Regions from separate parts of the Mus musculus genome. Here region 1 is linked to region 2. Evidence: chromatin contacts called from public Hi-C data. All regions are on one chromosome and are shown on one strand. Each heading gives the region's core, a stretch centred on a gene start, on an enhancer-like site or on the middle of the called end of the contact. The rest is flanking DNA. Distances are from core to core; before and after follow the strand shown.

Region 1 (5,937 bases), core at 708-3,207, 70 kb before region 2:
TAGATTAGATTAGATTAGATTAGATTAGATATTAGATTAGATTAAACACAGGTTTATTGGGAAGCTCTTTTCAGGAGAGTTCACTGGACACAAGGACTGAGGCTAGGAGAGTCACTATGGGAAGGAAGGGGGGAGCGGAGAGAATGAAAAGAAGGGCGGGGAGCCCAAAATGTGTGGATTATATAGGAAAGAGCCTCTGGGGAAAGGATAGCCCAGCCCTAAGGCTGGGAAGTTCACAGTTAGGGGTAGGGTACACCAGGTAGGGACTGAGGAGAACCTGTAGGCCAGGTCTGCTTTAGTAGGAAAAATATTCATCTCAGTCCTTTGCCCAAGAGTCTCAAACCAAACAGCTATCATCAGGCCCACATCAAAGCAATGGGTAATGACTCAGTCGGTGAGTTCAATCATCAGAACACATGTTAAAAGGACATTCATGAGGGCATGTGCTTGTAATCCCAGCAGACCCTTGCTGCATACTGGACAGACAACACAGCCTAATTACAGGAGATCCTGATCAATGAGAAACCCTATCTCAAAATCGGGGTGTGTGTGTTGGGGCAGAGGATAGTGGTTGGGGCCTCTGGTCTGTTTTTTGTACACATACACACTCAAAGTAATGAAGTCATGTACTTTAAGCAAGTTATAGAAAAAACTTCTTACACTAGCCTAGCTGCCGTTCAAGCTCAGCTTTGTAAACTCTCTCCTTAGATCTCATGCCATGAATCTTGTCTTACTTAAGGTTTTACTACTGTGAACCGATGCCATGACCAAGGCAAATCTTATAAAGGTACTAATTAAAGATAAAAACTGCTCTTGGTCTCCTGTTCCTCTCTTGCTCTCTCCCTGCTTTTCTTCCCCCTCAACCGGAGGTCATGGCCGACCTCTACTTCTCTACTCTCTCCCTCTCTCTGCTTTCTCTGTCTCTACTACCCTCTTAACTCTCCTCCCATGCCCTGAATAAACTCTATCCTATCCTATCCTATCCTATCCTATCCTATCCTATCCTATCCTATCCTATAAATAAATAAATAAATAAATAAATAAATAAATATAAAATTGTGAATGGGACCACATGTGGGGATGTTTGACATAGAGGTAGCCAGAAGAGATATCTTTGAGAATTCTCTGTGGGAATAATCCACAAAGTCTCAGAGAAAGAGAAGGATACTTTGAATATGGTTTGATATATGAGTTTGACTGTAGAAGTACCCATTTTACTTATTGTCTAAAAGAGCCATAGACATAGATGTATATCTTTCTGTTGTCTCTTTTGCTCATAGCACCAAAATCTCAAACAAGAAGGACTTTATAGGTTTAGTTTAAAACAAAGAGGCCAGAGCCAGAAACTTCTATTTAGAGTTTATTTATGAGTCTCAATAATAGTAGATGGATAGACATGGGTATCGATTGTCCTTATAAAGGACAATATTTATTTGGGGCTGGCTTACAGGTTCAAAGGTTCAGTCCATTATCATCAAGGTGGGTACATGGCAGCATCCAGGCAGACATGATGCAGAAGGAGTTGAGAGCTTCTCATCTTCATCTGAAGGCTGCTAGTAGAATACTACAGGCTTCCAGGCAGCTAGGATAAGTGTAGCAACCACCAGCCTCAGCCTTGAGTAGGCTGGCTTTGACCTTGCTGCCACTGAGTGTGAGACCACCTGGGGTGGAGCCTTCCTCCTTAGATGGCTCTATTGTTCTGTCACCTGCTGAGAGGCCCTTGAGATATTCCAGAGACAGCATCCAACAGATCACCTACAGGCTGGCCACAGTCACCAAGAATGGACTGGTGGGGGATGGGCCTCCCCTCTTTATAAGCACAGACTCTTAGTAAACTTTGGCGGCTTTGAACAGAAACATGTCTTGGCCTCCATTATTTCTCTGGTCATTCTCTCCCATACAGCTCCTGCCTCCCACTAGGAACCCAAGTTAGTGTGGCCTCAGGAAGCTACAAGTGGTGCCCAAACAGGGACCTGGGTACCTGTGGATCAACAGAGAGAACACTGTCTTGGTAGTAGAGCTCTACAAGAAAGATAAAGAAGAAGATGTATCTGGCACAGTGAGCAACACTTTGTATTCATGCTAGTGTTGGCTTTAAACTTCATCTTTTCAAAATTGTTGCAGTAAGTGCAAAGGGATACAGGCTAGACTGAGTCATGTTGGCCCAGTGCTGATATCAGCTAGGGGTTGACAGTGGAAAATGAAAGTGAAAAAGAAAACAGGCATTTGTCCGCAGTCAAGAACTGCATCAGGCAAGAGGAATAGGGTTTAAAATAATAAAATAAAACTAGTAAAATTAAAAAAAAAAAACAGAGAAAAGAGAAAGAAAGAGAGAGAGAGAGGAAAGAGAGAGAGAGGAGAGGAGAGAGGAGAGAGAGAGAGAGAGAGAGAGAGAGAGAGAGAGAGAGAGAGAGAGAGAGAGAGAGAGAGAGAGAAGGAAAATGGATTTCAGAACTCTCCCAGGGACACAGGGAAATCCGGAGACGTCTGGCCTTCTCTCTGGCCCCTACAGGAGACACTCTTAGATTTGGTTACGTCAAGTTCTTTACCTTCTCTGTGTTGTTTGTGTTTAGTGCACCAATATATGTCCATGTGTCAATTCATGTCTGTCTTTGTTTCGTTGTATGAATGACTGTTGTTTTATGTTTCATGTTGAAAAAGAAAAATGGCTAAAACTTTATCTGCTGGCTTTCCATCTCTTGATTTAGTCAGTTTACACAGCAGAGGCTGATTTAGTTTGCCCTGCACTGTAGCCAGGAGCAGCCTCACCAAAAGTTGTATATATATATACAACTATATATATACAACTATATATATATATATATATATATATATATATATATATATATATATATATATATATTCTAACATTGCATTAAAAAACTTAAATTATAGTTAAAATTGCCAATTGCCAATGTTCCATTGACTGCAGCTTGCAGTTTGATTGCAAATTTAAAATCTTTAATTCACCTATATATTGTAATTAGAATAATTACAAGAGTAATCATCTTGTGAGAGCGCTAATACAGCTCTCTGTGGCCTTGCAGCCATACAAAGCTCAGAGCAGCAGCAGGTGACAGAACAATAGAGCCATCTAAGTTGGAAGGCTCCACCCCAGGTGGTCTCATACTCAGTGGCAGCAAGGTCAAAGCCAGCCTACTCAAGGCTGGGGGAGGCTACAGATAAAAGTCTTAAATCAGAGACACACCTACTCCAACAGGTCCACACCCTTTAATGGTGCCACTTGTTAGGCCAAGCATATATAAACCTGGTGTCTGAACAGGAGTTGGATGTGTGCTCCTAAGATGTCCCTAGGATCCCATCTCCTTCTTCTTGCTGCATTGGCTCATTCTGACTACTTAGCTTGGCTCCTGGTGAGCCACCCAATGCCTACATTTTATTCTTTCATTCTGTGTCATGGGATGTTTATGTTTCCCTTACAGTTCATGTGTTGAAATCCTAATTTCCAGTGGGACAGTATTATCAGAAGTAATTAGGTCATGACATTAGTGCCCTTATAAAAAGACATGGCAGCTTGTTTTGTCATGGCAATAACTAATCACCTCCTCAAGTCACCCCACCCCCCACCCCGTCATCTAATGCCTTGGTGATTAGCATTCAGTAAAAGAAACTGGGGATAACACAAGCATTCAGACTAGAGCACACTGGCTTGCACTATGTAAATTATGACTTTATGACATCTCTGTGTTTGGGGGTGCAGCGGTGTGTGCATTCACATATTCAAAGAGCCTGTGGAGGTCAGAGGACCTGTTCAACCATGTGGGGCTGTGGAGTGAAATTCAGGTGTCAAAACTTGGGGTCAAGGTCTTTTAGCTTCTGAGCCCTCTCACTGGCCTTAGAATGTTTGAAAAACTACCCTGGTGTGCTGTATAAAATAGTTTAGAAGCACTGGGATGCTCAATTAGGAGATCAGAAGGGATGCAGGCAATAAGAACGGAGCCAAAGAATCAGAGGTAAAGATGAAGACTAGAGGATTCAAAGGTTTCTGTGTCCAAGAGAAGTGGGTGGAACACAACACCTACAGAGATGAAACCTTATCCAGAGAAGCAGACTTAATCAACAGTTAAGGACATGAATAACACAGGATCTACAAGGCATTCAGTGGGAACTCTGCAGGGGGCTGTTGGGTGTGCGTCTGCAATTCCAGAGCACTGTTGATGCTTTACTAGCTGGAGAGTTATAAGGGTGCCCAAGGTTCCTATGCAGACTCATACCAGAGGGCCTACGGAGATGTGCTTTCAATGTGAATTGTGTCCCTGCTGTTTTGCTTGTTTGTTTCTCCACCCCCACCTCCACCCTTTATTGACTGGCTTAGAAATTCATAAGTAGCTAGGCACCCCTGGTACCACTGCCCCACTTGCTCTTCTAAATATCTCAAGTTGATCCTGATGCCAGAGTTTTTGTATTTCACAGTGATCTAAATGAGAAGAAGCATTCTGTGGTGGTCAGCCTTCCAGTAGAATTGAATGCTTTAACCCTAGATCAAAGCCCTTTGCCATAGACATCCCAGTGTGCTCTGTAACCATTCCCCCTGAATGATGCAAACATCTAAAGATATATGTGAAGAGCTGTTCTTGAGTTAGGACAATGGCACTATAAAACCTCCTATGGACAACTTAATCCTCACCATTTATTCCTTACATGTGTATGAGGCATTTCTCTACATCCAGGTTATGTGTTAGACTCTAGAAATCAGTTTGAAAATTAGTTCTGACACAGAGTTTAGTCTGCTCCCTCATATCTAAGTTATATACCTCACATATCTATCTAAACCAGAGTTCTGTAAATAGGGTGTTTTACTTGCATATGTATTCCAGGGGAGTGCAATATGAACAGAATAATCTTAAAATATGCATGTGTGCTTGTTTTCACATGATAATATATTGAATATTATAGAGTACAAGATGTATAAACTACTATAATCACTTGTATATAATTTATGAATGAAGACACAATAAGGGTTCGCATTCCAGTATTTCACGAGTTGCTTTTTAAAATCAAATGACTGGGGGCACTCGAGATGACTTAGTAGGTAATGCTGCTACACAGCCATATTGACCTGAATTCAGTCTCTACAACCAAAAGAGAAGTGAGTCCTGTACGTTACCTCTTACCCTACATGCATGACATGACATGTGTGTGGACTCCCACTCTGTTAAATAATAATGATTACTATTGTTATCATACACATGTTTTTAAATAAGTGACTTAAATGTTTTAAGTTCTTTCAGGAGCACTCAGTGGGTTATCCCCAGATTGTACAAATGTGGTTTTTCCCAGAAAACGTATGTATCAGGTTTATGCAAACCCATGACTTAAGAAATCTCCAAACCTAAGGATGTAGAAACTAGAAATGAATACCCACAATCCTTTTCACAGCTGTCACAAACTATCAGCACAAGCCACATACATTCACAAGTTCTGCTGCTTCTTTTGTGAGGATAGACCAATCAAACCAACTTTATTATCTACTGTCTTCACTCACTCCCAGTATTTTGGAAGAGGGAAATTTAGGATTTGGGGACTTTGAGGAGGGAGTAGCTGAGGGAGTTATTAGGTCAGTGAAATGACAGCGGGAAGAATGGCAGCAGACAGACAGGGAAGACACAGGCAAATAAACATGTCATGGCTACGCCTTAGTGAATTCAGCATGGTGGAGGCAGAGGTTCTAATGAGGCCCAGAGTCATTAAGGAAGGAGTCGCTGAGGGGAGTGTTCTACTCCATTGTTCAGGAAATCGGGTCATTGTTTTTATATTTGAGAAAATCATCCATTGGAACAAAACAAAAGTTTAAATTAAAAACAGAAGTAGTGCTTTTTTCCAGATTTTAAAAGATCAAAATCACCAATGTTGACAATTCTTTCTTTTCCCAAGTAGAGCAATAAAAGATGTAAACTTCATTCGGAGATCCCATAG
Region 2 (5,862 bases), core at 1,220-3,719:
GTCAATGAAACAATAAGACATGTGGGGATTGTAATACAGTATTGCCTAATAGTTAACTCTTTATGCTCTTGGTACTGCATAAACTGCATTTTGACTTTATGAGTCACCTGTACATCATGACCACATAAACAATAGGGAAAAAAAAGCAAACAAGATTCAGCCTTTCTAGACAGACATCTATCAGTGAAGTTTCTCACGGTATCAGAAAAGAGCTGAGTTGGACCATCTGAAATTTTGCATACAAGGATAGATTCAGAAGCAGGACCAAGGACCTGAGGGTGTAGAGTTCGGATAACAGTATTGAAGCCAGGGGGAGTCAGCGAAGATGGTGACTGTCCTGTGCACCACTGGGACACAATCTTTCTGCAGTACTGTCTTCCAAGCCTTTTGGCTCACAATTTAAAGAACAAAGGCTTGATGTCAGGATAAACTCAAAGAAGCATTCTCTTCAAAGTTTTAAAAAGTGAAACATATTGTTCAGTATTTTTCTTATACTGTTTTTTTACATGAGTAAAAATAATATGTACTGTCAAACCACTGGAAAATGAAGAGTTAAGTGTAGGCTAAGAAGTCATAAGAATGTCTAAATAGCATTTTATTTTCTATTTGTGTTTTAAAATATATTCTCTCTCTGTCTCTGTCTCTGTCTCTGTCTCTGTCTCTGTCTCTGTCTCTCTGTCTCTCTCTCTCTCTCTCTCTCTCTCTCTCTCTCTCTCTGTGTGTGTGTGTGTGTGTGTGTGTGTGTGTGTGTGCCAGAGGCCAATGCCTCATGTCTTTATTATTTTCCTCATTTTGTGAAGCCAGTTATTTCACTGAACCTGAAGCTTCCTGTTGCAGCTATGTTAGCTGCCCATTGCACCCCTGATTCCTCCTGTTTCTACTGCCCTAGCCATGGGGTTATAGATACCTGTCATCACACCTGGCTTTTACATGGGAACTAGGGATGATCCACACTTAAGCACTTTAACACTGAGCAATGAACCTCTCTTAACCCCCAAACTTTCTCCCCCTTGCTTGCTTCCTCACTTCCTTCCTTCCTTCCTTCCTTCCTTCCTTCCTTCCTTCCTTCCTTCCTTCCTTCCTTCCTTTATTCCTTCCTTCTTTTCTTCTTTGACCATCTTGGACATAGAATAAATTCCAGAAAACTGTTTGCTAGGCAAATGCTCTGACACTGAGCTACAACCCTAGTTCTATTTATTTATTTACTTAATTACTTACTTATTTATTTTTACTTTGAGACAGGGTTTCACTATGGTACCTATATTGGCCCTTGAATCAAGAAACAGCAAAGGCCAGGTGCAACCTATCCTATCCTTTCTAGTAGCTAATATTATAGATATGCACCCCCATGCCAAACTCTTCATTTAATTTACACTTACTCAACTTCCCAACCCCCATACTAATGTTACAAACTGGAGAATACTATGTGTAACAGGCAGAGGATGCTATCTAGAAACACAACAGTGACACGATGCATATATATGGTGTAAAGCAATTAGATTGGCTCTTCCGTGATACGGGCTGAATAGTTCCTCGGTGGTCATATGCTAGCTAGAGTGGCAGAGAGCTAGCTTCCCAGGCACTAAGCTGGCTGCCTAAACTCTTCCAGTCTGGCCTGAAGCCTAGAGTGATTCCTGGAGAGTTTTTCACAGTCATAGAAGTTGGAGTCTGATACAATTGAGGATAGCATTGATAACATCTATGGAGATGCACTCACCAGCAAGAAACAAAGGCAGGCAGGCAAGATTGTTTTTCCTTAGACCTCATTATGTGTAGGCCACCAACTGTAGTGGTCTCTCTCACTCTGAAGGAAGGCCTTCTCCCATCATATAATCTTAAGAAATACCCTCCCAGACCCTCCCAGAGACTTAGATAAGTGACACCTGCTCTCTATAACCAGAGACTCACATGAGGTGACACCTGCTCTCTATAACCACACTGCCTCTTACCTGGGGCTTTTCTAAGCTTGGATTCTATGCCCGACAGTGGACATCAAATGTTAGTGCAGTTTTAAAAGTGACAATTTTCCCCAGCTAGCTCTCAAATAAATGAACAGAGACTACATGATTTATTTAATCAAGCTTTATGGCACAATATCTGAAGAGTTATTAATCTATTGTATTCCTCTGAGCTAATCTGGCTACCTTGCTGACAAAATCTCCAAGATACTTGCATTTTAGTATTAACTTGGCTCTCTGGGCTCCAGGTTTGTTCTCATGGTGTCTCTAATGTTCTATTCCCTCCTCCCACCTCTCTCTCACTCGCCCCCCCCCCACCTTTCTCCCTCTCTCTCCCTCTCTCTCCCTCTCTCTCTATCTAGTCCTCTACTGGTTGGGATCTGAAATTCTTTCTGCCCCACTTTAGTTTCCAAATAAAAGACAGAGAAACATGGTGTCAACACTATGTTGGACAGCTTCTAATCTAACTTACATCCCAGTCATGGGCCCCATGTTAGTCACCAAGTGAGTCTTGCTGTGCTCGCTTGGATCCATGTGTGTCTTCAGGGTGGTTTTCTGTAGGCTACTTGCTCATGGCCCACCCTCACATCAACCTCCTCCTTCCCTACCTTTGCCTCTCCCTCATGGTCCCTACCTGAGACTTCTCTCACTGCATCTCAAGTCTCTACTTCTTCTCTCTCCTGGCCAGTCACAGGCTATAGCCTTTTGTTATCCAATTAGTGACTGTTGAGCAGCCTTTGTACAGCACATTGGTCAATACAATGCCCATGTCCACACAGCAACCTGATCTTGGGGCAGAGTTCTCAGCATTTGAATACATAGTGCATAACACCAACCCTAACAGCTCTCATCTCTGAACAAAAGTAGAGACTTCTCTGTTCCTAGTAACAGTCAAACTGAGACAGTTTCTATTCAAGTGTATTTTCAAGATAATTACTTAGTAAGAACAGGAAAGCTGATCTGGCATGAACTAGTTTTAGGTGCACATTCAACAAGGTAAAACTGTACCTTCAAGTGAACATTTAGAGAGAATGCTTTATTTACCTTCCATATCTATACATATGACCAAAATTATTTATGTTATGAAAAGGCACAGATGGATTAGAGAAAATTAATATCTGACCTAAGCTATCAATCAAAATGCAGATCCATCACAGCTATGCTCCTTGGCAGCATTCTCTTGAACCCCATGAAGGGAAGTCCTAAACTCTAATTCAGACCTCGAGTACTCTCATTCATGTTAGCTTGCTTCCAGTCTTGACTGTGTGTCCATTTATAACCTTTAATTTTCCTCCACATTGAATAAAGTCATTTTGCCTTCTACAAACCCATGTGAGCCGTGATTTCAGTTCTTTGGACAAGAGGCCAACAATATGAAAACACCTGACCCTCATCCTGACCACGAGGAATAATCACATTGAACACTATTTGGTTTAATACTCTGCTTGTACTGTATAGATAAGTGTATATTTTGTTTGTCTGTCTGTCTGTTTGTTTGTTTAAACTTCTGTGTCAAAAGTGAAGTCCATTGCAGCCAAGGAGGGAACTTGTAAGGTCAGGAGTTGCCCTCAACATGTAATGTTCTTTGTTTTGTGGCTCATTTTGATTTCATGCTTATAATACTCTGTGGGTATTGTATTTCCATGGGACCGCAAGCTGATGCTCACACTAAAAGCAAGTGTGTGTGTGTTATATCCACCACCAAGTAAATAGCAGACAGCCCTATGAGACCCATGTCTCTTACTAAAACTATAACCTGCTTTAAAGCATAAAGAAGACAATGTCATCCTAAACAACAAGAATGACCAAGGAACCTTATCTATTTCTCATTAAACTGTCTTCCTACTCTAGCAACCAGAGTTCCTCTGTGTGTGCATGTGTGTATGTGTGTGCACATGCATGTGCACATACATGTACAGGCATGTATGTGTGGTTCTGGGGTTTGACCAAAAGGCCTGTGTATACTAAGGAAGCACTTTACCATTGAGATCTACTCTTAGTCTAGAGCTACTTTTCTTTTCTGTCCTTCCATATTTCAGATGAAGGTTGTAAATATTAGTACAATGCGTGTATATGAACAAGCCAAATAAGAGCATCTTGAACCTTCCATGTTGGCTCTGGGAGGGAACTTAGTGGACGTACCTGTGCCCACCCCTTATTCTATGAATAGATTATTAGAGCTAAAGAAATAGTCACATTATTGTGTGGTATTTCTCATGGTCCACCTGAAAAATCAATAAAATACTAATATTGGTTCTTAAATGTAGAATTTCCATAGAAAGCTATACTATAGCAACAGCAGTATTTGGTTTTTAGAAACTACTCACATCTGCTATGGGATTCTTATAAATTAGGAGAATCAACAAACAATTTCATCTTCTAAGTTTTACTGCTGTTTCTACTGCTTTATAGGAAATATACATTTATAAATACACACATATATATTTATAAATTATAGATATATTTATAAATAAATATATATTTATATGTACAAATTATGGAATATTTCTGATGAATGTAGATACTGGATTAGGAATCTTATCTCTTTTTTTTAAATGGCACAGTACATTATAAAAATTAATAATAATAACGAGACATAGCAGTGATAAACACCACTAAGTCCCACACTTAGGGAGTAGAGATAGAAAGATGAGGAGTTTAAGGTTATTAATAGTGTATTTACTGTCTAGATAGTGCTCAGCTAGCCTGGGCTATTTAATAGATGGTAAAATCAAAGCTTAGAATGAATAAATAATGTTGCCAACATCTTAAAGCCCATTATAGAGACATTAGGTTTTAAAATAGAATCTGGAGGTGTTGGATCACAAAGCCTAGTTTCTTGAATGAGAACCTAAACCCACCAGGTGTCTTAATTAGGGAATTTATTCCTGTCAAGAAAAGACAACATTTAATTGGGGCTGGCTTATAGTTTCAGAAATTTAGTCCATTATTATCATGGCAGGACATGGTGTATGCAAGCAGACATGGTGCTGGAGAAGGAGCTGAGAGTTCTACGTCTTGACCCACTGGCAGCAGGAGAAGACTGTGTGTCACAATGGGCATAGCTTGAGCATATAAGACCTCAAAGCCCACCTTCACACATTTCTTCCACGAAGTCCACACCTCCCAATAGTGCCACTTCTTATGACCAAGCATTCAAACTCTTGAGTCTATGGGTGGCCATTCCTAGTAAACCAGCATAAAGTGTCCAGATCACAACCACAAGTAATAAGAGGGGCCCAAGGTTATACAGCAAACAACAGGAAGTCAAGGATGTTGGTGTATTTCTACCTCAACCCAAATGACTCTTAAAAGGCTTTAGCGCCATAATTTTAATTAACAAGGTAAGCAAATTAACAAGGTAAGTGCCAGGTATAGTTAATCCAGAAGCTAATGGGCTATATCAGCATGTGTGGTTCAGAGATTAGCAAACTCTCAGCTTTCCTTTCACATCTTTATTTACCCTCCAAGATGACTAGAAATTTCCTGTTCTACATTAGTGTCTTCTCAGTTTATCAGACTATGTTACAGAGCCCAAAGTATTAATGTCTATCAGCAGTTTTAATCTTCTTTGCCCAAATCTCGCTGGCAAATATGAGTATATCTTTTATTCATGGTGTTAAATACAACCCTTTGCCTGGATATGCATGGTGTTTAAAATATTCTAAATAATATAAAACAATATATTTAAAGAATCTGTCATTTGGATCTCAAATTATTCTATTACAGAGTGAACTATAGCACTATACACTTGAATGTCTACTATCAACAAAAGTGGGAAAATCAATATATGTTAGATATAAATTTAATTTAGTAATTATTAGAAGATAGTATATTCTTATATCATATCTATTAGTAAATATATTTTACTGTTATAGTTTTAGATCAAATATTTACTTTTAGT

What was found. Hi-C and Micro-C count contacts between places; a contact is called where the count stands out from the background.
Region 1: a Hi-C map of Th2 cells shows a contact between it and region 2, with 2.0 times the contacts expected there. The contact joins two enhancer-like sites. A contact is called at or near these places in 1 of 39 promoter capture datasets (macrophages), 6 of 484 Hi-C or Micro-C datasets (Th2 cells, granulosa cells, muscle stem cells and 1 more), 3 of 115 datasets of contacts at active chromatin or transcription factors (CD8 T cells, bone marrow-derived macrophages and embryonic stem cells) and 3 of 9 other capture datasets (adipose tissue, liver and pancreatic islet).

What each region holds. Positions count from the first base shown.
Region 1 is chr6:15,711,406-15,717,342 of GRCm38.p6, reverse strand. No RefSeq gene overlaps it. Among named protein-coding and RNA genes, the nearest start is that of Mdfic, 6.3 kb to the left of the region's middle. Within about 2 kb of position 1,957, at least 30 of the 459 cell types and tissues checked have an H3K27ac peak or open chromatin away from gene starts, as enhancers often do. A contact at or near this core is called in Th2 cells, where this site is marked.
Region 2 is chr6:15,641,533-15,647,394 of GRCm38.p6, reverse strand. No RefSeq gene overlaps it. Among named protein-coding and RNA genes, the nearest start is that of Gm36352, 4.7 kb to the right of the region's middle. Within about 2 kb of position 2,469, at least 4 of the 459 cell types and tissues checked have an H3K27ac peak or open chromatin away from gene starts, as enhancers often do. A contact at or near this core is called in Th2 cells, where this site is marked.